2 separate regions of the Mus musculus genome follow, and region 1 is linked to region 2. Evidence: chromatin contacts called from public HiCAR-type data. All regions are on one chromosome and are shown on one strand. Each heading gives the region's core, a stretch centred on a gene start, on an enhancer-like site or on the middle of the called end of the contact. The rest is flanking DNA. Distances are from core to core; before and after follow the strand shown.

What was found. HiCAR-type assays count read pairs that join an accessible place to other places.
Region 1: a contact with region 2 is called in a HiCAR-type map of astrocytes, with 4 times the contacts expected there. The contact joins the promoter of Tmem106b here to the enhancer-like site in region 2. A contact is called at or near these places in 6 of 39 promoter capture datasets (the 3T3-L1 cell line, hippocampal neurons, liver and 2 more) and 1 of 115 datasets of contacts at active chromatin or transcription factors (astrocytes).

Annotation. Positions count from the first base shown.
Region 1 is chr6:13,065,942-13,073,657 of GRCm38.p6, forward strand. It overlaps Tmem106b (transmembrane protein 106B), which reads left to right and starts at 3,818. Exons shown (of 9, transcript NM_027992.3): 1 at 3,818-4,019; 2 at 4,367-4,473; 3 at 5,801-6,022. The coding sequence starts at 5,803.
Region 2 is chr6:11,994,623-12,001,745 of GRCm38.p6, forward strand. Phf14 (PHD finger protein 14) reads left to right here. Exons shown (of 18, transcript NM_001168382.2): 14 at 2,404-2,572. Among named protein-coding and RNA genes, the nearest start is that of Phf14, 72 kb to the left of the region's middle. Within about 2 kb of position 3,874, at least 18 of the 459 cell types and tissues checked have an H3K27ac peak or open chromatin away from gene starts, as enhancers often do. A contact at or near this core is called in astrocytes, where this site is marked.

The DNA of each region.
Region 1 (7,716 bases), core at 2,568-5,067, 1.1 Mb after region 2:
AAAGGTGTAGTCACAGAACCAAGAACTTGCTATCAGTGAATGTAGGGCAAATGACCACAGGGAATAATACTTTTGCTATGTATCTGGGAAACTATCACAGGAATTCAGCCAGAAACACTCCAGTTCTTTAACTTCTAATTTTCTATTATAGAAGGTTGAGTAAAATAAGCCACACCAAAAAGACAAAAAGAAAATTCTTTATATACACAGAGTATAAGTTTGTGAGTGCATCTATAAAAATAATTAAACTCAGTTTGCTAATGTTACCCAGCCAGCTTGAAACTTAAAAGTGCAGGCTACGACAGACCTGCATACTAACAATAAACCATATACTTCAGAACGATTGAGAGAGTAAATTATGAATTATTTGTCTGTTTATAAGTTTTAGCAACAAATTTCTAAGGAAGTGACATTTGAAATTTGGCTGCCAGCTGTTAATATGTGGGTGAGTCTCATTCAAGGAAATTATGAGAAACATGGAAGGAACATGCATGTTTTGAAGATTTAACCTAGCATAGAAGAATACCTTATTTCAACACCCACGAAAAAGAGGTTTAATCAGATCACAACTTCTGTTCAGTTACCTCATACTATTTAAAACATTGTTTCTAATATCTAATAGCATGTAGACTGACATGGATCTCAAAATTTCAAAGAAAAAGTTGTTGACATTTTCCAAAATTTTTCTTTTAAAATATTCTTTAATGATTAAAAAAAGAAGAATTGGAGAAAGTCTGTCTAGCATTAAAGATCTATCTTTAAAATACTTTACTGTTTGTGGATAAAAACTTTGTCACAATAATATCTAATTGTTGTGTTTTATAAAAATATAAAGAGAAGGAATATGTTTGGTGGAGGTAAGGTAGGTGTGGGGGAAGGAGGTGCCTCTGCAGGGCCATGCTGAGGTATTGCTTCCCCTGGAGGGACCAGCCATGCAATGTATTCAGGGCATGGGGAGGGGAGTTGAGACAGAAAAAGGTAGGGGAAGAGAGAGAGAAAGAGAGAGAGAGAGAGAGAGAGAGAGAGAGAGAGAGAGAGAGAGAGAGAGAGAGAGAGAGAACAAGAGTAGAGGCTGTGACCACTTGCAGAGAGAGGGGAAGGGGAATGCGGAGCCTGTGTAAAGGCCAATGGGCAGAGCTAGAGCAAGAAGGCAAGAGAGAGAGAGAGAGGAGGGGACAAGCAGCCCCTTTTATAGAGTCAGGCACACCTGGCAACAGGTAACTGCGGGGCAGAGCCTGACAAAATGCCAACACTAACAGCTGCTATACTTACAACCTTTTAAAACAAGCTCCAACAGGGCCATACCTTCTAATCGTGCCACTCCTTGGGCAGAGCATATACACACCATCACATTCTGCTTCCTGGCCCCCATAGGCTTGTCCAAACATATGAATCTATGGGGGCCATACCTAAACATAGCATAATAAAACCATCACAGTGTATGAGCATGTAACTGAGGCACTATAGAAAAATAATATAGAAAGACAGGTGTAATTATGGAGGTGGGGGAAAAGACCCTTACTCTGGAGGCTAGTTGGAGTCTGTCTTCAGTTGAGAGTTAAGGATTCCAGCATAATTAACACTTACTGTGATGTTGCAGACATAGAAACAATACTCATTTTAAAACTGTAAAAATAACAACAAAAACAAAACACCCAATAGAAAGAGTGCATAAGACATCATGTATGTTCTCAGTCCTTGATATTTTAAGAAGCTTTCACAAACGTGTCTTTTTTTTTTTTTTTTTTTTTTTTTTTTTTTTTTGGTAAACTTTTATCTTAACTTTCTGCACCCCTAGGTCGCTTTACATTGTGAGTTGTAATCCTATTCAAGACTCCACAGGAGCTCTAATCCCATTTACGTTCCTTAATGAACCTTTAAAGATTACTGAAAACCCACCCCAAAATGTATGTGTGGCTACTATAAAGACAATGAAGTGTGATTCTCTCTTGAGGAGCCCACAGCCATGTTCTCAGATGAGATTTATACATTCTCTGAGTCCCTTTCATTTCTATTTAAGTCTATGCTTAAACTCTATGTTTAAATGCCTTTTAATACACATCAAGTGGGCTTCATATTGGATCTTATTGAAGGGAAGGAAGGCTGTTCTCACAGCAAGTTTTAGGGCAACTAGTGTGCAACCCAAGGAACCACATCTCAAAAGCAATCATTTTATCAAGTGCACTGCTGGTGTGACTTAATCAGGTATTTAGTTTATGTGTATTTAGTTTCCTTGCAGTGGTTTGAATAGGAACAGCCTCTGGACCCTGAGTGTGAAGGATTGGCCCAAAGGGAGTAGCACTATTAGGGAGGGTGTGGCTTAAATGGAGGAGGTGCTGACTAGGGAGAGGGCCTTGGGGTCTAAGGAGCTAATTCACTTCCCTGCTGTCTCTGATGTCGAACTCTAAGCTCCTCCAGTATCATGTCTGCCTGGTTGCTGCCATGTTTCCTGCCAGGAGCATAACGGGCTAAACCTCTGAAACTGTAAGCCAACCCCAAATAAATGTATTCTTTATAAGAGTTGCCATGGTCTACTTCGAAGCTATTGTTAACTCTATTGAAATCCTAAGAAACTGGTTACACACTGCACACAACTTTACTTTAGAATTCTCATTATAATTTAGGATGAATCTCACAGAGTGAAATTGCCGGACCTAAGGAGGTGAATGTTTTAAATAGTCTTAAAACATCCTGCTTATGTAGATGGAAAATACACAGCTCTCACCTCAAAAGGACAAAGAGTTTATTCTAAAGCCAATATGAGGAACCATGACCTGAAAACAAAGACTTGGGCTATTCCAAATACCAATGTCCCAATGTGATAACAATTTCATGAAACTTTTATATACATAGAAGATGGTCATAAATCAAAATACTTTCCAAATACATACAAGGCAGTTTAGAAGAGCGGGACAAAATTGGGAGCTCCTCGCCCAGTGCAGTTGCTTTTTTCCAGTAGAGAAGGAAAAAAAAAAAAAAAAAAAAGAAAAAGAAAAAAAAAAAAAAACACAATTAAGAGATGCTTACTTCCCAGTTATAACTCTGTTAATTTTCTAGGAATTTCACCAGAAACCCCATTTATAGGGAAGCTATTAAACTCCTTTAGCAACCGCATCTGTTCTTGCTTTCAATTTTATCTTATTATAATCCCATCCAGGAATCTTATGAGCCACTTAATACATCTTGATTATCAGGAAGACAGAAAAGAGGTCATAACAACCTTTGACTATAACACTGGCGAGCCACTAAAATGAGCCACTGTAGCCTCAACTCACTGTAAATTATGACTGGACAATGAGGTGCATGGATTGGGACACTCCTTTAACAACTCACTTGGTCATGAGCTTTGGGGTACAACTCTTATTGCATGCACTGAATAATGTGAATTTAAGTACAAAATCAAAACAAGATTAAACCAAGGCGGGGGCGGGGGTGCGTCTTCCCGGTGACATTAATTTCTAAATGAAAACTCAATAACAAAATTCTGGCCTGCAACTCTGCCAGAAATGTGCACCAACCGGCTCATTCTAACCCCAGGAAGGAAGTTTTGTGTCTGCAAATCTAGACTTGAGAACACGATCGCTCAAAATTGCGACGGTGCACATTCCTCCCCTTTACAAAAGGAATCAGCCTGGTGGAGGGGAAAAGGGAAAACCGATTATTCGTAAGCCAGGCGCAATTAGTACTATTTTGAAACTTTCCAGTCTAGAGAAGAGACAGGTGACAAAACCAGAAGCTTTCACCCTGGCAACTTCCCTTCAAACCGGTGACAGTGCGCATGCGTAGTGTCCATTCCAGGGCCTAGCCCCTCCTTCCTGGGGCGAACTGCGCAAGCGCACGCGCAGGCTCTCCCGGTACGGAGCTCAGCTGATGCAGTTGTTGTGCTACCCCTCCCCCGCAGCTCTCCCGGCTGCACTCTACCGGCGCTCGGCCCGGCCCCGGGACCGGGACGCTGTGACCCTGTCCTGCGGCCCGCACGCACCGGAGCATCCCGGGACCGCGCAGCACTCCGCGTGCGGGTGAGCGACCCGGGCCGTGGGGCCCACGTCCCCTGCCCGAGCGGTGAGGGAGGCCGCGGCGAGCCGGGTGCGGGGTTGTCACCGCGGGGGCCTTGGCTTCGCTCCCGGGGTGGCTCGGGCGGCGCCAGGGCCCTTGATCTGAGCGGCCGAGTAGCTCTGGGGCTTGACAGTTGTAGTTGCAAGGTGACTCGGATGTTGATTTCTTCCGGGGGTTTGTTTGCCTGTGATGCCCTTTGAAAAGCGCTCGTTTCCGTCTCCCTTGAGCCCCTCAGAACTAACCCCAGGTCTGCACACAAACAGGTGACACATCTCAGTTGCATGCGCTGCTGAATTTATCTTTTTCCCAGTTTCTAGAGCATCTGAGAACCGTGTTGAGTTCACAAGACCGCGGTATAAACATTGAGAGCCCGGGGAGGAGACGAAGGGGATCTACCACTCCCTTTAAAAACCTCAAGTAAGTTTCCAAAATGACAGGGGTTACACTTGTCAATAGCCTCAAGAAAAGCTAAGCAAGAAGGCTAGGATTCAAGTGACTGCTTAATCTGGTGTGTACCCAAACCCACCTTCAGCAGAATATGTCAAGGTTACTGTGGGTCTGAGTAAGGCAGCCAGCGGAGACCAGAACCACTTAGCTGTCCCTAGCCTTTTGCCATAAAGGCTCCCATTTGTGGGACACAGTTTTCACCCCTGTGATGACACCACGTGTTGTCTAGTGTCAGCTGATTCTAAACCACCCTGTGTACTCCAAAGCTTCCAAGGTCACAGTGTAAGGAGCCGGTACTGATTACAATTCACCCCTGTGCACCTGTGGCTGCCAAGTGTTGGCTTGGCTCTGACTCGCTGTCATTGAGCCACAGTAAGATACTGTGTGTGTGTAAGTCACAATCACTGATATTTCTGAGCTATGGTACACAGTGTGTACACAGAACTTCTGAAAGTATATTTATTCATTTTTTTTTACTCCTTTTCTATATGACTCAAGTTTTTAAATTTAATATTGCTGTCTACACAGTGAGTGAATTCAACAAGTAGCATTCAGATTTTGAAAAGCAGATATGAATTTCCTTCATCTGGGGTGACCTGAATCACTTAGTATCATTTTATTTTTTAATGAAAAATATTAAATTAAAAGTAGTATCTGTGATTGTGTAGTTCGTATTTTGAATCTGATAAGTGATGGATAACCGCAGGGAGAATGGAATTGTACCATTTAAAATTTTTGTTTGCTTTTTCTATTATTTTGTCTCTCAGAAAACCGGCATGTTGTATTATGTGGCTTTTCATGTTCTTTTCAGTCATGTACTTCTAGGGTTTTATTGACAACTAAAGGAGTATGAATTTAAGTGAGTGAAATGAGTCACTTTGAAGTTAGCTGGTGATATACATATCTGTTGTAACAGGCCAACAAGTTCACCTGCAGTGCCAACTGGTTTATAGTTAAAATATGTTTTTCTCTACAAAAAACTAAAACCATATTTCTGTTTTGAACATGCTAAGAAAGCCTAGCATCTCCATTGACACTGTAAACTTTTGCCAACTGTTACCATTTTAAACATTGTTCACATTACAAGTCTTACAGGATTTGGTTTCATAATGTTCTGTTAGAAAAGTACTTTCTGAATGCTACAAATGGTTTCCTTGTATCAGACATTACTTTGGTTGAACATAATTTTAATCCTACAAGTAATTTGCATTTGCCTAACCCTGTAAATATATCCCATAGGGTCTGAGACTCTTTTTTTCCACATGGAATTTACTGTCAGATTTTTCTTTTTCATTAGACATGGGAAAGTCTCTTTCTCACTTACCTTTGCATTCAAATAAAGAAGATGGCTATGATGGCGTTACATCGACAGACAATATGAGAAATGGATTGGTTAGCAGTGAAGTGCACAACGAAGACGGAAGAAATGGAGATGTCTCTCAGTTCCCATATGTGGAATTTACTGGAAGAGATAGTGTCACTTGTCCCACTTGCCAAGGAACAGGAAGAATTCCTAGGGGTACGTGTTGTAGCATTGGCTGTCCTCTTAAAGGATTCCAAACATTTGCTCAAACAATGTAAAATCTATAGTCTTAAGCACTTCTATTTTCAGAGATTCAAAGTTTACCAGTTTTGTTTAGTCAGAAACACAAAAGCAAACAATTAGTACCATTCCTAAAGCAGTAATAGAAGTGACTTAAGCACATATAACTTTTTTTTGTCTTGCTTGTCTGCTGTTATAGCTCCTATGCACCTATGCACCCCTGAGGATTTTAGTCATTTTTATGTCATTGGAAGCCATATCACAGTCATTTTGCCACAGTGGATGTTAGCAGCTAAGTTGTTCAGTAACTCATTATCTAAACAATAAGTTGCTTCCACCTCAATATTTCTAAAAGAAAATCTATAGTGTATGAAGAAAAGCAAGAGGGGAAAATGAGCCTGAGGTTTGCCATGGAGAAGACAGGAGGAAGAGTCCTATCCCTGCTATTTGTCGGGCGCTAGAATTGCTCTCACAGAAAGGAAAAATAGTGAGGTTATGTTGTACTCCTCTCCTTCTGTAATTGGTAGAAGTCAATAGGTGACCCTGGAGAGACCCTAAAGAAGGACAAAGTGACTGCATGGGAAACTCGAGTCTCTAGAAAGTGCCTTGGGTTAAGTGGGGTTTGTTGCATAGGCTACTGAATGGTGGTTTTATCTTTCTGGGGGTAGGAGCTGCTTAAGAATAGTTGAAGAAATTAATACACCAACGTGGAAGGGTGGGAATAGGATTTCTGTCCATCTAGCCATGTGTTTGAGGTGTGGCCAGGAGGCTTTTTGGTGGCCTGGGCGGGGATTGTGGCAAGTAGATAATCAAGGAGCACTGCAAAGAGGTTGTTGTTGTTTGTTTTTCTATCCAACAATTTAAAGAATAAACTAACCACTTATTAAAATAGGCATAAAAAATTGAGTGCACATGCCAGAAGTGAGATGAAGAACTCAGTTTCAGACATGTGTTTGAGGATGTTGGTTTCCATCAAAGTGAGTTTCTAATAGGCAAGTTGTAAGGGTCTGAATTCGAGAGCATATCTTAGCTTCTGTCACCCATGTATGGTGGCACTTGAAGTGGAACTTAAGACAGGAAAGTTCTGCTCAGCAATTTGGGTAGAAGACAAGGAAGAGACTGTAGCGTGACTTCATTGTGAACTCTGGAACAGGGCAGCGTTGGAGGGACAGGAGCAGAAGAGGGGGCAGCTCGGTGGGGAGGCGGAAGTCTTAATTGTGGAGTCCTAGAAGATAAGCAGAGAGGGTGCACAGAGAAAGAGGAAGAGCCACTGCTAGTGCTGATGACACATGAAGTTGTGTGGGGACTGAGGGGTGCCCATTGGTTTGGTGATGTGGAGGCCATTCCCCAATGGCCTCTTTAAGAGTACTTAGAGGGGCTGGAGAGATGGCTCAGTGGGTAAGAGCACTGACTGCTCTTCCAAAGGTCATGAGTTCAAATCCCAGCAACCACATGGTGGCTCACAACCATCCTTAATAAGATCTGACGCCCTCTTCTGATGTGTCTGAAGACAGCTCCAGTGTACTTAGATATAATAATAAATAAATCTTTAAAAAAAAAAGAAGAATTAAAAAAAAGAGTACTTTGAGTAGTTGCAAGAACATGTGTAGACAGTGTCATAGTGAAACAAACAAACAAACAAAAAAATCCTTTTATGAGCTCTTACATGC
Region 2 (7,123 bases), core at 2,624-5,123:
AAGAAGTGAAGGTATCACAATTTGCAGATGATATGATAGCATACATAAGCGACCCCAAAATGTCTACCAGAGAATTTCTACAGCTGACAAACAACTTCAGCAAAGTGGCTGGATATAAAATTAACTCAAATCAGTAGCCTTCCTTTATACAAAGGATAAACAAGCTGAGAGAGAAATTACCGAAACAGCTCCTTTCACAATAGCTACAAATAATATAAAATATATTGGGGTAACTCTAACCAAACGAGTGAAAGATCTGTATGATGCTATTGTTTGTAGGCTTATTCATTTAGGACACAATGACATTATGTTCAAAAAACAAAACAAGAACCTAACAGTTCACAATTTTTCATAATTTTGTTTTCCTGGCAGATTCTCTTCAGAGTATATTTACCATGTGAATTCTTCCATTGTTATTTACTGGTGTTTTGAGATAAATATATAGCAGTTTAGTTTATTATTCATTGTATTTTGGTGTTGATTTGTTAATCTATAAAATACCTTTAGTTGTGCTAGGAACATACCTGTAAGAATATTTAGTTAGAAAGTAACATTTTGATTTTTCTTTCTCAGTTCCTTTTCATGTTAAAATTTTTTGTTACCATTGTACTTAAATAGGAGTTTAAAAGTAAATCTACATTTTACATATTTACTTACATTGTTTCAGTTAATATGACTGCATCAGCCAAAAAAAAAAAAATACTTTGTATTTATGTTGTGGAATTTAGGATTTAAAAACCTCAGGATTTTTTTCATTAATTTATTCACTTTACATCCAGATCGCAACCCCCTCCCTCCTCTCCTCCAAGTTCTAGTCTCCCATTCCCTTCTCCTCCCCTCCAGATCTCCTCCAAGTTCTAGTCTCCCGTTCCCTTTCTCCTCCCCTCCAGCTCTCCTCCAAGTTCTAGTCTCCCATTCCCTTTCTCCTCCCCTCCAGCTCTCCTCCAAGTTCTAGTCTCACATTCCCTTTCTCCTCCCCTCCAGCTCTCCTCCAAGTTCTAGTCTCCCATTCCCTTTCTCCTCCCCTCCAGCTCTCCTCCAAGTTCTAGTCTCCTGTTCCCTTTCTCCTCCCCTCCAGCTCTCCTCCAAGAAGAGGAATCCCCACCTTGGGTACCAATCTGGTCTGGTATATCAAGTTGCAGCAGAACTAAGTGCAAACTCTCCTGCTGAGACCTGACAAGGCAGCCCAGCTAGGAGAAGGGGATCCAAACACTGGCAACAAGAGTCGAAGTCAGACAGGACCCCTGCTCCAGTTCTTAAGCAATCCATAGTTGAAGACCAAGCTACGCATGTGCTATATATGTGTAGGGGCCTAAGTCTAGATAGTGTGTGCTGTTAGGTTGGTGGTTCAGTCTCTGGGAGCCCTCGTGGCCCCAGAATAGTTGGCTCTGTAGATCTTCTTATGTGGTGGTCCTCGATTCTTCCAGCTCCAGTAATCCTATCCCCCACTAGTTTCCAAGACACCCTGAGCTCCGCCTAATATTTGGCTGTGGGTCTCTGCATCTGTTTCCATCAGCTGCTGGATGAAGCCTCTCATATGATAGTTACGCTAGGCTCCTGTCTGCAAGCATGGCAGAGTATCAATATTGTCAGGAGTTGGCTCTCTCCCATGGGTTTGGGTATCAGGTTAGGCCAGTCATTGGTTTGCCATTCCTTCAATCTCTGCTTCATTAAAGATCTCAGATTAAAGAGTAAAAGTAAGCTTAATCTAAGTCTATAGTATTGATATATCAAAAATAAAAAATTTGATAGAATGAATTAAGTGTTAAATGTTTAGAGATGTTTGAATTTTAAGTTACATTTGAAAGTACACATATCAGCGCATAAAGTAAATATCATAAAAATAATTTAATATACTACAAACCAGACTTTTGGAAAACTACTTATTAATCCTTTTAAATTATATTTTATTAAGGATTTACTTGGCCTACTGAGTAAAATGACTATCTTCCCCAAAACTCAGCAGATCTTTTGTAGAGTTTTCTCCAGATGGTATATTCAACACACTGTCATTAAATAAAATGCAAAGGTATGGTAAAGGAGTAAAAGAATGAATATCCCTAAGAAACTTTTCAGTATATGTCACCTTCAAAAGAAAGGCATCATTTCCAAAGTAAAGATACCTTCTTAGTCAGTGATCTGTGACTTGTGTTGGTTCACAACAGCATTGTTACATATGTTCTTGTAATATGTGTATACACTGAATTGCTTTTTATAATATAGCCATGGTAGTCATTCTTACAAGAGTAGAGGTATCTTTCTGTTTGTCATTACCACACTACCTGTGTGTATTTGAGTATGTCCGTATTCATGTATGAATACTTTTTTATATTTATAGGAATTATACTTAAAATCAGAAGATAAGAGATCTATAACCTTAATTTTTCATAAAAATTTATTCAGGCAATGCTCAGAGTGTGACCAGGCAGGGAGCAGCGACATGGAAGCAGAGATGGCCATGGAAACCTTACCAGATGGAACAAAACGATCAAGGAGACAGATTAAGGAGCCAGTGAAGTTTGTGCCACAGGATGTCCCACCAGAACCCAAGAAGATTCCAATAAGAAACACGGTATTTATTCTTCATTTATTGGTCTCAGTGACATCCCAATGTAAAAACTTTACGCAGATAAAAGGTTTATAGCATAAACATACACTTTGAAGTCAATCAAGTGTTCATATTGCTCTTAAGTATTTCTATGAAATCAGTTTTCTATGTTATATAGCGTATTATATTTAACTGAAAATCTAGTTTGTAGGTTCAGGTAAAAGCCTAATACTGATCACCAGCCTAATCAATGCTCCACTAAAACACACAACATTCCTGAAGCCTCCCTCAGCAAGTTTACCTGTCGAGGTTGCCTTTCATCTCTGCTTTATCTCAGTCCTAACCTTTCCCTTTGTGTTGCAAACCTGTGTGCTGTGTGCTCGTGAACAGCATTTCCTTTGTCAAGTTTGAGTCTTTGTGAATTGAGGAGCCAAACTCTTTCTCTTTGGTCACCTGAAAAAAAAAATTTTTATTTACATTTCAAATGTTATTCCGTTTCCTGGTTTCCCATCTACAAATCCCTGACCACATGTCTCTTCCCCCTGCTTCTATGAGGGTGCTCCCCTATGTATCTACCTGTCTGTTTCTCCCAAGTGCAAGATTACAGGCGTATGCCACCGCCACACCTGGTCTGAGCTCCTTCCCCTTTGATGCTATTCTGTGTTACCAAAATGTTGTTTTCCCCAGTGCCCTCTGAATAGTGTTTGTTAGACATTACTGTGATGGTTTCACTGAGAATAGCCCCGGTGTGCTCATATGTTTAAATACATGGTCCTCAGTTGGTAGAACTATTTGGGAACGATTAAGAGGTGTGGTCTTGCTGTGTCATAGGATGTAAGGAGGACAGGCTTTGAAGTTTCAAATACCTTGGCTTTTATGTTTTTTTTTCTCTTCAAACTATTCATTTTGTATTTCTTTTTGCCCATTTTCTGTTTTTTATTGTAGACCTGCCTAAGAGTGATTACTGATAGTCATGTGACACCTCAATACTAGTCTGTCCTTAAATCTCTTCTGCCAAAGAACTTAGACCATTACTCTTCAATTTAGCCAGGCAGTTTCTAAGGACAAGAGCAGAAGGCACTCTCAGTGTTCCTCTCTCCCTCCTGTTTGGCTGTTTTGAGAAGTGAGGTCTCAGCAATGAGACGTGCTAGAGTCATGGATATCAGCTATGGAGAGCTACAAACAGGAAGCAAACCAGCCCAAGAGAGAGATTTATCTTACAGGCAGCCAGCATAGAAGAGGAGAGCCAGCTGAGCCCTCCGACATTGGACAAAGGAACTGCACGACTTGAAGTTTGCTCTTCTGGGTACCAGTCTTTCTTGGGGCCAATCCTTCCTCACTGTGGCCTTGTAACTCCCTCTTGGCATGACCGAGCATATTCTGCACCATTATACGTTGGAAACTTACAGTTTGTATTTTGATTTTTATAGAAAGTTACAGTTAAGAGAATGCCTTAAGCTGTAGGAAAGAATTTGGACTATGGGCTTTTAACCAGTGTTGTGGCTCAGGAAGTGTCAGGACCCATTTGCTGCTTTTTTGAAGCAGAGGAAAAAAAAAAAGAAAGAAAAATTCTGCCTCCCAGGCAGGACAGGGCCTGTTGGCAGATTTCCTGGCCTGCTGAGGCATAGAGGGATAAGAGGAGCTGCAGGCTCAAGGCTCGGGGCTGACGATTCTATTGACCTTGGTGGAAGGAACAGAGACGTTTCTGGAATGCGAACAAATGTCTGTGTACATTTTACCAAAATTGTTTCTGTTAGCTTGTGGTTTTGCTTCCCATGATACTATAGTATAAGAAAGCTATGAGAAATACACTTGCTGCTAGTATGGTATTAACCAAGCAGACCTCCCATAACTTCGTCTTGCATGTTCTATCTTTCCTGTAATCATCCTCACTCCCCCTCAGAGGACTGTTTGACTTCCCCACAGGCTGAACCAGTTCAAGGAATACCATGGGGACTTTCAAAGTTGGACAGAGTGCATTTTTTGTTTGTTTTATGATATAGCCATGAGACTATGTGGGTCTAAGAATGGAATGTAGTAGTTATGAATAAGATGTTCCTCATAAGTCTTGGGCATTTGAGTACTGTATTTCTAGTCAGTGAATGTTTGAGAAGGCTAAGGAGGTGTGGCCATGGCAGATGAGGCATGTCACTTGGGCCGGTAGAGGTTCCTGTTATCCATAGTGAAATATTGTCAAAGTTAAGAGAATGTTTCAATGTTAACTTTGAAAAAGCTGATATTAACGAAGAAAAGAAGGGGACTGGAGAGTTAGCTAAGTGGTCAGGAGTGCTAGCTGCTCTTGCAGAGGACCTTGGTTTAATTCCCAAGACCTATATGGTTGCTTCAAACTCAATCTCATGGCTCTTGGGCCTGTTCTTTTATTCTATTATGCTGACTTTCCAAGCAGAAGTACTGGTAATGATTCTAGATACTTCTTCATGCTTAGACCATATATGCTTGTAGCAGCTTAATCACTACCACATTCTGCTAGTTCAGCAAATGGGTCATTCAGTGGCACAGGAGGAGTAGCTCGGTATGTGGATATCAAGAATGTTGTCTTTTTTTGAAAGGAGCTTTGTTGAACATTAAAGAAATTGTCAGTTAATATCTTACCATGAAATACCAAGCCAATACCTTGATTGTGGATATCTCAGCCTGAAAAGCACTAGAGAGTGGATAAGATATAGGGGTAAAAGCAAGTTTGGAAAAACTCCTAGGAAGTAGTAAGTGCTTGCTTAGCACAGGAGGGGTCCCCTAGACAGTGGCTTCCCGATTCCCGGACATTCTGCTGTTTTTCTTGCTTTCTGGGATGATGATATTCTTACCCATACTTCCAAGCTGTGCTTATTATGTAAGACATTAAGTGATTAAGTAAATTGCTGGTGGTTTTATATACATGTATGTGTACAGCAGTGGCTTGAAGGTTTACTGTGTGCCTAGAAGTCATCTTTATTGTACATCAAAGTGGTGAACCTAGAAGGTTATTTAGCTCTTTTGCCTTTCTGGAGATCCAGATGGATCTTTATCACCCTTTCCATGTAATAATTAGTGAAGTTTCTCATTCCTCATTCCTTTATAATAATTAATAGAAAGGATAAGTGAATAAAAAACTAAATAACTCTGGTATCTTGTCATGGATAATATGTTTATTTTAGGCCTGTCGATGTCCTCTTCTCTTTAGTGATAGAAGCTTTACAAAGGGATTCCTCTCATTAGACAAGTTGGCAAGGAAAGCCTAATTTATTTCAGTTCAATTAGGTAATATTTAACCTCAAAGTGGAGAGATACATGATAGGAATGAAAATTAATTCAACTACTATGAAATCCGGTGTCAGAGTAGCTGAAAACCTAAAGCTCTCACACAATCAGCTCTTCTGCTTACAGTGCTTTTTGTTGTGGTTGTTCTCAGATTGGCTGGTGGAAGGATATGAAAGCCACAATACAGCAAATTAACTCATTACATTTTGAGGATATACATTCATCCAGTTGATTTTTACAATTCTTTTTAACCTTTAAACTTGAGGGAAAAGATTTTCAAGGTTGCTTGTACATGAGTTTCTCTAGATTGTAATCCTAATTAACTTTAAATGAGTATTTGAGAGAAAGTACTTCTAATTTAGAATGTGCAGTGAAATTTGTTATAACGTTTTGATACTAAATTTATACCCAAAGTAACTATCATTATGTCTGCTCTAAAGACTTTTACCTATATAAATTTGATAGTTATATTTTTAAGAATCTTGCCTATTTAAGTCATATAAATATTATTTTAAGATGTAAATACGATTTTTATTATCAAATAGTCACTGTTGAACTTCCCTTTTAACTTCTGTGACAGGGTTTCCCATAGCCCAGGCTGCGCTCAAACTTATTATGTAGGCAAGAAATCGAACTTTTTGAGTATCCTGCTTTAAGTCTCAAGTTCTGGGATTACCGATGTGTACCACTGCTTACTGCTTAAAGGTAGTGGAATTTGGGGAATGAAGGCTAGTAATGAGGTGGACTATAAAGTCTCATGTAATACCCAACTTTGTTTATGTTTATTTAGAACATCAGACAGTCTGTACATCAACCCCTCAAATCCCATGCTTTAACAGTGACTTTCTTTTTTCCCTCTTGACATCTCCCAAACTGGTGCAACTATTGCTCTGATTTCTTTTTCAAATACTTGAAGTTTTTGTCACAAGTCTTTTACTTGTTTGTTTAGAGTTACTCCAAGATATATTATTTGAGTCTATTGTGAAAGGTGTTATTTCTTTATATAGTAGGGCTACTGAATTTTTTTTTTTTTTTGAGTTAACCTTGTATTAAACTACTTTGCTGAAAGTGTTTATTGGCTTTAGGAGTTCCCAGCTATCACTTTTACAGTCACTTATATATACTAACATATCATCTGAAAATAATGATACTTTGACTTCTTTCTTTCCGATTTGTATCTCCTTGATCTCCTTTAGTTGTCTAACTGATCTAGCTAAGACTTCAGGCACTCTTGAATAGATTTGGACAGAGTGGACAAAGCTTGTCTTGTTTCCAATTATAGTGGAATTGCTTTGAGTTTCTCTCCATTTAATTTGA